Regions from separate parts of the Sus scrofa genome. Here region 2 is linked to region 1. The links are chromatin contacts, called in public Hi-C maps. All regions are on one chromosome and are shown on one strand. The core of a region is the stretch at or near the end of the contact, and the rest is flanking DNA. Distances in the headings are between cores, read along the strand shown. Region 1 has its middle 18 kb from the start of RIPK1. Region 2 holds the start of BPHL (biphenyl hydrolase like).

The links. A called contact is a pair of places that touch in the nucleus more often than the background predicts.
Region 2: a Hi-C map of embryonic fibroblasts shows a contact between it and region 1, with 5 times the contacts expected there. The contact joins the promoter of BPHL here to the enhancer-like site in region 1. A contact is called at or near these places in 3 of 5 promoter capture datasets (fetal skeletal muscle, liver and skeletal muscle), 26 of 47 Hi-C or Micro-C datasets (alveolar macrophages, blood, brain and 12 more) and 1 of 2 datasets of contacts at active chromatin or transcription factors (skeletal muscle).

Annotation. Positions count from the first base shown.
Region 1 is chr7:1,819,966-1,825,859 of Sscrofa11.1, reverse strand. No RefSeq gene overlaps it. Among named protein-coding and RNA genes, the nearest start is that of RIPK1, 18 kb to the left of the region's middle. Within about 2 kb of position 2,124, at least 29 of the 83 cell types and tissues checked have an H3K27ac peak or open chromatin away from gene starts, as enhancers often do. A contact at or near this core is called in embryonic fibroblasts, fetal liver and retroperitoneal adipose tissue, where this site is marked.
Region 2 is chr7:1,879,342-1,885,235 of Sscrofa11.1, reverse strand. BPHL (biphenyl hydrolase like) reads right to left here and starts at 2,505. Exons shown (of 8, transcript NM_001243485.1): 1 at 2,366-2,505. The coding sequence starts at 2,472. RIPK1 (receptor-interacting serine/threonine-protein kinase 1) reads right to left here. Exons shown (of 12, transcript XM_005665537.3): 12 at 4,531-5,894.

The DNA of each region.
Region 1 (5,894 bases), core at 875-3,374:
GCTGGAGGCCTGGAAGCCCCATTTCCTTCCCCCTCTCCCTCCAACGACAATGAAGTGCCTTACAGATGGTGGTGTTCCTCTCTCATCCTTTCCCCGAGCACCCAATTCTTTTCTCCAACACCACCACTACCTTAAATCAGTCAGCCAAACACACTCCAAGTCACATAACCTGCTTTAAGTTAACCAATGAATTAGCTTCCCCTTAATTCACAGAGCAGGTGTTTTTGTTTGTTTTTGTCTTTTGTCTTTTTAGGGTTGCACCCGTGGCATACGGAGGTTCCCAGGCTAGGGGTCAAATCGGAGCTGCAGCTGCTGGCCTACACCACAGGCACAGCAATGCGGGATTCAAGCCACTTCTGCTACTTACACCACAGCTCACGCCAATCTCGGATCCTTAACCCACCGTTTGTGACCACGGACTGAACCCGTGTCCTCATGGGTGCTAGTCGGGTTTGTTAACCGCTGAGCCACAAGATGGAAACTCCTCATGGAGAAGGTTTTAACTCTCGTTTTTCCGGCAGAGGTCAACAACAGAAAGAAAAACCTCAGAAGGAAAAAGACTAAGGAACTTCGCAGAAAGTTGTCGAGGCAGGCTTCACAGGGAGAGGAAGAGTGCCCTGCAAATTCGAACCTCAGTTAGACGCTGCAGTCACGACCACAGCTCAGCTTTCTAGGTGACAGACACCAGGCAAGCCTGAGTCTTAAAACGGAACTCATCCCCAAGCCTCAAGCCAGGTATTTCTAATTCTAGAGGTGTGCTGGCGGTAAGTCAAATGACAGCCACATTCAGAAAGTTGGTCCACTTCTCTGGCCATTGAAAAATATGTTGGAGTTCCTGTCGTGGCTCAGTGGTTAACAAATCCGACTAGTAAACCATGAGGTTGCAGGTTTGATCCCCGGCCTCGCTCGGTGGGTTAAGGATCCGGCGTTGCTGTGGCTGTGGTGTAGGTCAGCAGCTGCAGCTCCGATTCAACCCCTAGCCTGGGAACCTCCATATGCAGCCGGTGCGGCCCTAAAAAGGACCAAAAAAAAAAAAAAAAAAAAGTTTTGATAAATAATAAATACACGCCGAAGAGGTTGTGGAGGAAAAGGGAACCCTCCTGCACTGCTGTAGGAAACAGTACATTGGTACAACCACCATGGAGAACTGTCTGGGGTTTCCTTAAAAAAGAAAAAGAAAAAGAAAACGTTCCGTCTATCCGTCTCGCATGGACCCCTGGATGTGAACGTGGGACTAAGTTCCCTGTATCATGCAAGCAATTTAAGCCGCAGAATCGGAGGCACACCCTCACTTACCCTCCTGCAGAGTCACACACACCCTTGGCGCTCCTCCTGCCCACCTCAAAGCCCAGCTCTGAGCGCACAGCGGGGGCACCAGGCGGCCTCTGTGCTCGAGCGCCCTCTTCCGGCCCTTCCCTCAGCCGCCCCCTGAGCAAGGGCAGGGGCTGCAATGAATGGGCCTGAACACCTGAGAGGCTGACTTCCTTCCTCCAATCCTTCTCAGAGTGATGGAGCCTTACTGAGGGGAAAACTTCCCTCTGAAAGAGATCCAGGACCCCAGGACCCCCGTCCCAACACCGCTTCCCCACGCCGATCCGCCACACCCGCTCCTCGGCACTGAACGGGCTTGAAGCCCATCAGCGTCCCACTGAATTCACGGACTTGACCCCCAGAGGTCAAGGACGGGGGGGGGGGGGGGAAGGTCTCCGAAGGAACAAGAAATCTCTGAGGGAGAGAGTGCGCAGGCAGGGATGAGGACCGACACCAAACTCTCAGCTTCTCCGCAAGCCGCATTCAGGAGCATCAGCTGAGCTTCCCAGGTGCCAAAGGCCCTGCGAGGCTGCCTGCGGAGAACCGCACGCCAGTGGCTCAAGCCGGTGTCTCGAGCTCAGAGGTCTGACTGTGACGTCACGTGCTGGTCGGACCCCGGGCGGTCGGTCCCGGTGTCTGGACGCCGGAAAAAGTCAGCGGGTCTGAGCAGAGTTCGGTCCCCTCTCTCAAGGAAGACAATGGAAAGGGGGCCCAGAGGGGCCTGCAAGCAACCCCCTCGCTGGTCACATGCTCTGTGCCCCCTTCCCTGCCTGGAAACCCGGCTCTGAGCCTGGAAGGGCCCACGTGGAGCACCAGGCGGGCTCTGTCGCCCTCTCGTGGCCATCGACTCTAACGACGACCCGAAAGATCCCTCCTGCCTCCGGAACAGGCCTGGGGGCTGCAGGGGGCCTGGGAACCTGAAAGCCTGATTTCCTTCCCCCTCTCCCTTTACAGCAATCAGGGGCCTCACGGCGGGGCGGGGTGGGGGGGTCCTCTCTCCTAGTTCCCCAGGGCATGCGATTTTTTGGATCCAACACCACGACATAAACCTATCAGCCAGGAAGTGGGATCAAGACGGTGGAGGAGCAGGCGTGGCGCTCCCCTTCGCCCACGAAACCACGTCTACAGGTAGAACGATTCGCACAGAACATCCGCTGGCCGCTGGCAGAAGACTTCAGACCCCAAAAGGGCAAGAAACCCTCCACATAGGTGGGTAGAAAAAAAAGAGAGAGAGAGAGGAGAAAAACAGCAATCAGGACGGGACCAGCACTCTGGAGGGGGAGCTGTGAAAGAGGAAAGGACCCCCCCCCCCCCGCCAGCCCCGGAAGCCGCCTACCCGACCCGCGGAGATCAGATACATAAAGATCAGAGAGGAAAACAATAAAATAGAAATTAAAAAAAGGAAAAATTAAGGAGTTTCCGTCGTGGCTCAGTGGTTAATGAATCCAACTAGGTACCACGAGGTTGCAAGTTCGATCCCTGGCCTTGCTCAGTGGGTTAAGGATCCAGCGTTGCCGTGAGCTCTGGTGTAGGTTGCAGACGCAGCTCAGATCTGGTGTTGCTGTGGCTGTGGTGTAGACCAGCGGCTACAGCTCCAATTCGACCCCTAGCCTGGGAACCTCCATATGCCGCAGGAGTGGCCCTAGAAAAGGCAAAAAGACAACAAACAAACAAAAAAAAAATAGGAAAAAATAAACACAAGGGTAAAAAAAACTGACAAACCCCTGGGCAGTCTCACCAAGAAGAAGAGAGAGAGAAGCCAAATTAAAAAAATAAGAAATGAGGAGATTCCCTCCGTGGTGCAGCGGTAACGAACCCAACCAGTATCCATGAAGACAGGGGTTTGATCCCTGGCCTGACTCAGTGGGCTAAAGGATCCCGTGTTGTCTTGAGCTGTGGGTAGGTCGCACGCAGACACACTTGGATCCCGTGTTGCTGTGGCTGTGGTGTAGGCTGGCAGTTACAGCTCTGAATCATCCCTTAGCTTGGGAATCTCCATGTGCAGCCATTAAAAAAGAAGAGAGAGAGAGAAAAGAAATGAAAAGGGAAAAATCTCAACAGATACTGCAGAAATGAAAACAAGCATAAAAGAATACTATGAACAATTATATGCCAACAAATGTGACAACCTAAAAGAAATGGACACATTTCTAGAAACATACAGCTCACAAAAACTGAATCAAGAAGAAATAGATAATTTGAACGGAATGATCACTAGGAATGAAATTCAATATGTACTGAAAACACTTTCTACAAACAAAAGTCCAGGACTAGATGGCTTCACAGACAAATTCAACAAACATACAGAGAAGAACTCATAGCCCTCCTTCTTAAACCCTTCCAAAAGATTAAAGAAGAAGGAGTGACCCCAAAGACATGCTATGAAGCCACCATCACCCAAATACAAAAACCAGACAAAGATACTATCAAAAAATAAAATTATAGGCCAGTGTCTTTGATGAATATAGATGCAAAAATTCTCAACAAAACTTTAGCTAACCTAATCCCACAACACATAAAAAAAATCATACACCACAACCTTCATCCCAGGTTCCCAAGGATGGTTCATCATATGTAAATCTATCCATGTCATGTACCGCACTAACAAAAGAAAAGTCAAAAACCACATGGTCATCTCAATAGATGCACGAAAACCTTTTTTTTTTTTTTTTTTTTTTTGCTTTTTAGGGCCACATTTGCGGCATATGGAAGTTCCCAGGCTAGGGGTCAAATCAGAGCTACAGCTGCAGCCACAGCAACATGGGATCTAAGCCACGTCTGCAACCTACACCACAGCTCATGGCAACACCGGATTCTTAACCCACTGAGCAAGGCCAGGGATCAAACCCTCGGCCTCATGGATCCTACTCAAGTTTGTTAACCACTGAGCCATGAAGGGAACTCCCTGCCTTTTTGTCTTTTTAGGGCCACACCCGTGGCATATGGAGGTTCCCAGGCCAGGAGTCTAATGGGAGCTATACCTGCCGGCCTACACCACAGCCACAGCAACGCCAGATCCACCCCGTGTCTGCAACCTACACCACAGCTCACGGCAACACCGGGTCCTTAACCCACTGAGTGAGGCCAGGGATCGAACCCGCAACCTCATGGTTCCTAGTCGGATTCGTTTCCGCTGCACCATGATGGGAATTCCTCAAAAAGCATTTGACAAAATCCGAAATCCATTCATGATAAAAACTCTTGCCAAAGTGGGTTTAGAGGGAATATATCTCAACATAACTAAAAACCATTTATGACAAATCCACAGCCAATATAATATTCAATGGAGAAAAGCTGAAAGCCTTCCCACTAAAATCTGGAACGCTCTCACTGCTTTTATTCAATATAAAATTGGAAGTCCTGGCCACAGGAATCAGATAAGACAAAGAAGTAAAATGTATCCAAATTGGAAGGGAAGAGAAAATTGTCACTAATTACTTAGTGACTTAGATGCACTAAAACTTTTTTTTTTTTTTTTGCTTCTTAGGGCCACATTTGCGGCATATGGAAGTTCCCAGCTAGGGGTCAAATCAGAACTACAGCTGCTGGAGTTCCCGTCGTGGCGCAGTGGTTAACGAATCCGACTAGGAACCCTGAGGTTGCGGGTTCGGTCCTGCCCTTGCTCAGTGGGTTAAGGATCCGGCGTTGCCGTGAGCTGTGGTGTAGGTTGCAGACGCGGCTCGGATCCCGCGTTGCTGTGGCTCTGGCGTAGGCTGGTGGCTACAGCTCCGATTCAACCCCTAGCCTGGGAACCTCCATATGCCGTGGGAGCGGCCCAGAAATAGCAACAACAACAACAAAAAAAAGACAAAAAGACAAAAAAAAAAAAAAAAAAAAAAGAACTACAGCTGCAGCCACAGCAAGTAATTAAAAACTACTCAATCTGATAAACGAATTAAGCAGAGTAGCAGGATACAAGATTAACATTCAGGGAGTTCCTGTTGTGGCGCAGTGGTTAACGAATCCGACTAGGGTTCCATCCCTGGCCTTGCCCAGTGGGTTAACGATCCGGCGTTGCTGTGCGCTGTGGTGTAGGTTGCAGATGCGGCTGGGATCCCGCGTTGCTGTGGCTGTGGTGTAGGTCGGTGGCTACAGCTCCAATTTGACCCCTAGCCTGGGAACCTCCATATGCCGCGGGGAGCGGCCCTAGAAAAAGGCAAAAAGACTAAAAAAAAAAAAAAGATTAACATTCAGAAATTGGTTTCATTTTTGTATAGTAACAATGAAATATTAGAAAAGGAATATTAAAAAACCTTTCAAAATTGCACCCCCTCCCAAATTAAAGACATAAGTATAAACCTGGGCAAGGAGGTGAAAACTACCAAACATTAATCAAGGAAACTAAAGAGGATTTGAAGAAATGGAGAGATTTCCTGTGCTCCTGGGTTGGAAGAATTAATATTGTTAAAATGGCCATGCCACCCAAAGCAATCTGCAGAGTTAACGTGATCTCTATCGAATTACCCATGGCAGTTTTCACAGAACCAGAACAGACAATCCAAAAATTTATATGCAACCATGAAAGACCCAGAACTGCCAAAGCAACACTGAGGAGAGAACAACAACAACAACAACAAAACAGC
Region 2 (5,894 bases), core at 1,256-3,755, 59 kb before region 1:
GGCTGAGAAAGACTTCACTGAGTTAAAGTCTTAGAAGAAAAATCCTCTCCTTTTCAAAAACAGCCTCTAGGAAAGCAAGGTGAGCCAGAGGAACCCACGTCCCACCTGATGTCTGTCCCTGAACCCTCCTTCTGGGAGGCTGGAAAGGCAGTTTTGTGGGAGGGAAGGGGCAGGACCAATACACAGCAAGTAATTCCTGCTGAGGGGCCAAGCTGACCCCCACAGGGAGGGAGAGATTACCATGGGGCAGGCAAGAACACGACAGTCCAGGGCAAATAATCAAGCTAGAACTAACGTTTAATTAGTAAGCCCTCTGTTCCCAGCTTCCTCCTCTCACTCATCTCGCTATGTGATGCAGAGTATTAACCTAATTTTACCACCAACGAAGTGGACGATCAGAGCTCAGGTAACGGGCCTCCGTCGTTCTGCCAAAATGAGCAGCTGGAAATGTCCACAGCAAAGCCTTTGGGGCTTTCTGCTTAGAAATAAAAATGGGGGCCACTTAATAAGATGCTTCCTCGCTCTGAAAGTCCTACATTCTCTGTATCTCGTGTGTCCAGCTACTTCTTTCACATACTTTTTCCAAAGTAGCCATTAGCTATGATAAAGTATTAGCTATCCCCAGGGCTTGGATTTATATGGATTTTGATGACTTATTTTTCACATCTTTTATACTTCATGTTTGTATCGTTATTAATTATAACTACGAATTAATGAATTCTATTACGTCCTAGCCCCTTTACACGCGGGCCTGCTACCGTCATGTGTCAAATCCTCAAAACAGTTCTACAAGGCACAAGCTTCAGAGAGGTTAAATAACCCGCTCGTGTCCCTGCTTTTTCTGTAACCTCATGGCTGACCAGAGCCCCCAACAGGGCTGAGCACCGCAGCCACCCTCACCCCGACTGCTGGACAGAAGGGGGAGGGGGAGGCAGGTGCCAGGGGAAGGTGGTCTCTGACTCTCGGGTAGAGTATCCCCAGGATGAACCAGAAAACATCTCTCCCGAAGCAGGCTGTTAGGTTCTGTAAGTCACTGATACTGTAACAGCACATAACACCCACTTTCACGTAGAGAAGGCTTTTCTGACCTGGCACTGGAATAAACCACTTTACAGATGATGAAATACGAAGAGGCAGTTCCAAAGAGCCGACTAACAGAAAGTTTTGCAACACAACTCAGGGTAGGTGGGGCACCAGCTGCTTTGAAGCAAAAGTTTCACAGGAGTGCTTGTACCTACCTATACCACAGGGCTGCTCTCGTTACAAGTCATACCAATTGCAACTGCATTTGTAAAACAGCAGTTCAAAATCCAGAGAAACCTGTTTTTCAGAGATATTTTAAGAGGAATGATTTGCACTGCTAAGTGGATGGGGCCTTCCTGCAACCATTAAATGACCCACTGTAACCCGACTTGGTGCAATCACAGTCACCTCATACCAATCCCTTTCTGCAGGAACGGGATAAATGGGCATTTTTCAATGCTGACTTACACGGTTTTTGCTGACACTGACACATTTTCCCTCTGCATCAAAACAGTCCTGAAAATCTTGTAAAAGATCTAAAATGAGACTAAAGAACCTAAATCAAATTCAACAACCAATCAATCACAACACAAAGACGGAAAGCTGGACAGATTTTTTTCTCATTTCTCCTTCCAAGTTAAGTTTGCAAGAGACGTTTCCACACTAGAGAAAGAAGTTCTAGGGGCCAGGCACCCACCTCGCATTTGACTTTTCTTCGTAGTCAGGAACAGAACTGACCCTTGGACAGTTAGAGTGCTCGTCCCTGTGCGTGTGGCCGTGACCGTGTGCGCGCGCGCAGGTACGCAGAGAATAAAGCCAAAGCAGCTTCATGCAGCTCTTTCCACATTTTCTGCTGGGGACTAGGGCCCCCACTTTAAGACTGTGGGTCGGAGATTAACCAGCTCTTGGTGGCTTTCTCTTAAATCGTGTGTAGGGGGCGGGGTGGGAGTGTCAAAGGAGAGAAAGGCGGATTCCCAACCTCCGGCCCGGCGTCTGCATTTCCCAGGCTCCCAGGGGATCGTCCCGCCCGTCCCGGTCGAGGTCAGCACACGGCGGCAAGGCTCGGGGACCGGGGCCCGCGACTGTGCGAGCTGACGGGGTGCAGGCTGGCCTCTGACGGGACAGCTCAGAGTGCCGCCCGCAGGCCCGGGAGCGGCGGTGGGAGTCCAGCCCGCCTCGAGCGCGTGCGACCGAGGGCGGCCAGCGTCTCCTCCGGGCTCCGGCCGCGCCCCCTCCGCCGCGCCCCCTCGGCCGCACACCCAGCGCGGCTCCCGGCTCCGCTCCCGCCGACCCGAGCGCGCGGACGACAACGCGGGGTCCCGGAGTGGAGCGGCTCTCTTACCTGAACGCGGCCGAGGGCCCGGCCCTGGGGACGTGGAGCCCTGGCTTCAGCGCCGAAAGGAGCAGCAGCAGCCGCCGCGCGCCCCGACTGCCCAGCGCCGCCGCCATGGTCCCAGTTCGCGCCCGCCCCCGGAGCGCGCATGCGCGGGCTCCGCAGGCCGCTGTCCCCCCGCCGCGCCGCCCGGAACACGCATGCGCCGGGCCCGCCGGCCGCCCAGAGCCCAGCCCCGCCCGCACCTCCCGGAACACGCATGCGCCAGCCCACCTGTCCTGAGGGCCTTGATTTTTTTCTTCCTACTTCCGCGCACCCGCTAGGAGGCCACGTCTCAAAACCCCCAGAAATTAATGAGTGTTGGCGAGGGTGTGGGAAGCGGGGACCCCCGAGATTAAGTCAGAGCTTCCGATCGTGCAGACGAGCAAGGGCGCGGCGCCTTCCTCGGCGGAGGGGGAGCCCAGGTGCTTGTGGACTGAGGGTCCAGTGTGTCCGCGTAAAGGACACTGCCCGCCTCCAGGGGGAAGGGCCGCACGGAAGAACCTAGTTCCGGGGTGTGAGGGCCCTGCAGCCGGCAGGTCACAGAGGACGGTGGGCGCCAGGGCCTGGGGAGGGGCAGTTAGTTCCCAAGGGCGTCAGCGTCGCGGTTTTGGGAGAAGGGAGTTGCGCAGGGGAGGTGCTGCTGTTTGCGCAAAATGAGCATAGACTGTGCACTTAAAGATGGTTAACATGAGAGATTTTATGCGTATTTTACCGCTAGTGAATTTTCCTTCTTCAGACCATGTAATTCAAGCTCTAAAGGTTAGAAACATTATCTGCAATCGAAGATTCAATAGGGAAAAAAACAACTACCGTTTCATTGCGGCTATGCCCTGCCCTACCTTACCTGAAAGTAATAGCACGGTGGTGGCTGCTGTGTAGCCTTGGCTTGAGTTGGAGACAGCTTGCTTTCCTATTTACGTGATTTCGCCCCCGCCCCGCCCCTTCGCCTGTCAGGGTCTGTGCACAAGGCTTCTAGGTGTTATGGACCGAAGGTTCTGCTACCTGCAGCGTCCTCACTAGCCCGCTGCAGCTTCTTGAGCACTGAAGGCACATTTGGCTTAAATATGGATTATGCTACAATATTTCTTATTTCAACATAAAGATACCACATCAATTTCCCGCATGGAGGATTTCCCATCGTGGCTCAGCGGAAACAAACCTGAATGGTATCCATGAGGACGCGGTTCCATCTCTGGCCTCAGTCACTGGGTTAAAGATCTGCCGTTGCCATGAGCTGTGGTGTAGGTCGCAGAAGTGGCTCGGACCTGGTGTGGCTGTGGCTGTGGTGTAGGCTGGAGCTGCGGCTGTAGATTCGACCTCTAGCCAGGGAACTTCCATATGCTGTTGGTGTGGCCCTAAAAAGAAAAGAAAAGAAAAGAAAAAAAAACCAACCAAAAACATCTTGTGAGAAATAACTCCTTTTTGGTGTTGTTGAAAACCTAACTTCGTATTATGGACCAAAACAAAGACTGTGACCACAGCGACCAGTGGAGAATCTGCTGAGCAGGATGTGAGATCTGGAGGTGTGTCTTATTTGCCAGTATCAGCCTTAGGCCTGAATATCTTTTACTGTCTGTTTTGGCTTTGTTTTCTCTTTTTTGGCCACCCCATGGCACACGGAGTTCCCCGGCCAGGGACCAGATCTGAGTTGCAGTCTCGACCTAAGCCACAGCTGTGGCAACGCAGGATCGTTAACTCACTGTGCCAGGCCAGGGATGGAACCTGGGTCCCAGCGCTCCCAAGACGCCTCCGATCTGCTGAACCACAGCAGCAACTGCTAATGTCGTTTTTGGAACCAAGAACGGACCATCTTTCTTCTCTTGTTATCCATGCCATCTCAGTTAACTGGCTTCTGCCCAAGACTGGTGTTTTGTGGTGCTTGGGCCTTGTATCAAACTCCTGCGATACACATCTGGCCCTTGTCAGCCCGGCTTTAGAGGGTGGGCTGAGCCGGGTGTGGCCACGGCAGGGGGAGCCACTGTCCAGAAGCCCCTCTTGTACCACCAGCTTCCTCTCCTGGCAACAGCGGGGGTGGGAAACGGGCATACATACAGGGAGTGCCAACCCCCGGGGCAAGTCACAGTGGAGAATCTCAAACTGTTTCATTTATACAAACACACCATTTCAATGGCTTATATTTCAAGTACAAAATTTTTATTTTAAAAAGTCCCTTAAAAATATCTTCCATTTTTGCCCCAACATTGATCAGTTTCTTTGGAATGTAGAGAAATTAGAACACTGTTAGAATACAGGCACAAGGGATGCATCTGGAAAAGAAATCAGCCAGCCCCCTCTAGCAAGCCTGGGACTGTCTGCCCCTCAGTTTCCCTCTCAGCCCCTGTGATTTCATGCTGTGTGGCCTTACGCAGCGAGCCTGGAATGTGTGGGTAAGAAAACAGGCTCACTGCTTTATGGCAGTGCTGGTCTCAGCTGGGGCACTTCTGCCCCTCCACTGCCTCTGAATGTCCAGAGACATTTCTGTCTGTCACGGGGTGTGTGTGTGTGTGTGTGTGTGTGCCATATCTGCCAGGACTGGAGGAAATTCAGAATCAGAACCACCAATACTGACAGCATCCCACCAAACACACTGTTCTGGCAGCCCGTTGGCCACACTGGCCTTCTGTCCCTCCCTCCTGGCACCAAGGTGCTGGCAGGGGCGCCAGGGGACCTGGCGACCCTTCTCTTCTAGCCCTTTGCTCCTCACTCCCTCGTGACTTCAGGTGGGCTCTGAAAGGGTGAGAGCTGCTGGCAGGGTCCCCAGGCTTCGAAGCTGTCCATTTCCGTAAGGGGCACAGAGAAAGATGCAGCTGTGTCCATCGCGCCGGGGCAGGTGGGCAGCGGGGAGGCCGCCTCGCAGCAATGAGCCCTGACGCACGCCCCACCCCCGCAGGGCCCGCACACAACCGAAAACTAAAGGCTCGTCACAGTTCATAGCAATTTTGTGCAACAACAGCCTGGGAAAATTTTTCTCCATTCCCCCCCCCCCCCAGTATTCCTTCAAATCCCTTCGGTTAATTTTCACAGTGAAGACTGCATATAATTTTTTTTCCTCTTTACTTTTTTTTGCTTTTTAGGGCCGCACCTGCGGCACATGGAAGTTTCCAGGCTAAGGGTCGAATCAGAGCTGTGGAACTGCAGCTGACGGCCTACACCACAGCCCCAGCAACATGGGATCCAAGCCAAACCTGCGACCCATAGCACAGCTCACGCTGACACCAGATCCTCAACCCACTAAGCAAGGCCAGGATCGAACCCGCTTCCTCATGAACACGGGTCGGGTTCATTACCGCCGAGCCACAAGGAACTGCGACTGCATGTACTTCTTAAAGCCTGTGGTGACTGATGCAGAATTTGATCCTCGAGTTAACAGACACTTTAGAGGGAACCGTGGCTGTGGTGCCAGACCTCGCACTTGAGGAGAACTGAGGATTTTACAGTACTTTGGTTTTAACAGGAGTCCACGTGGAGAGGAGGGTGCAAAGTGAGAAAGGCGACG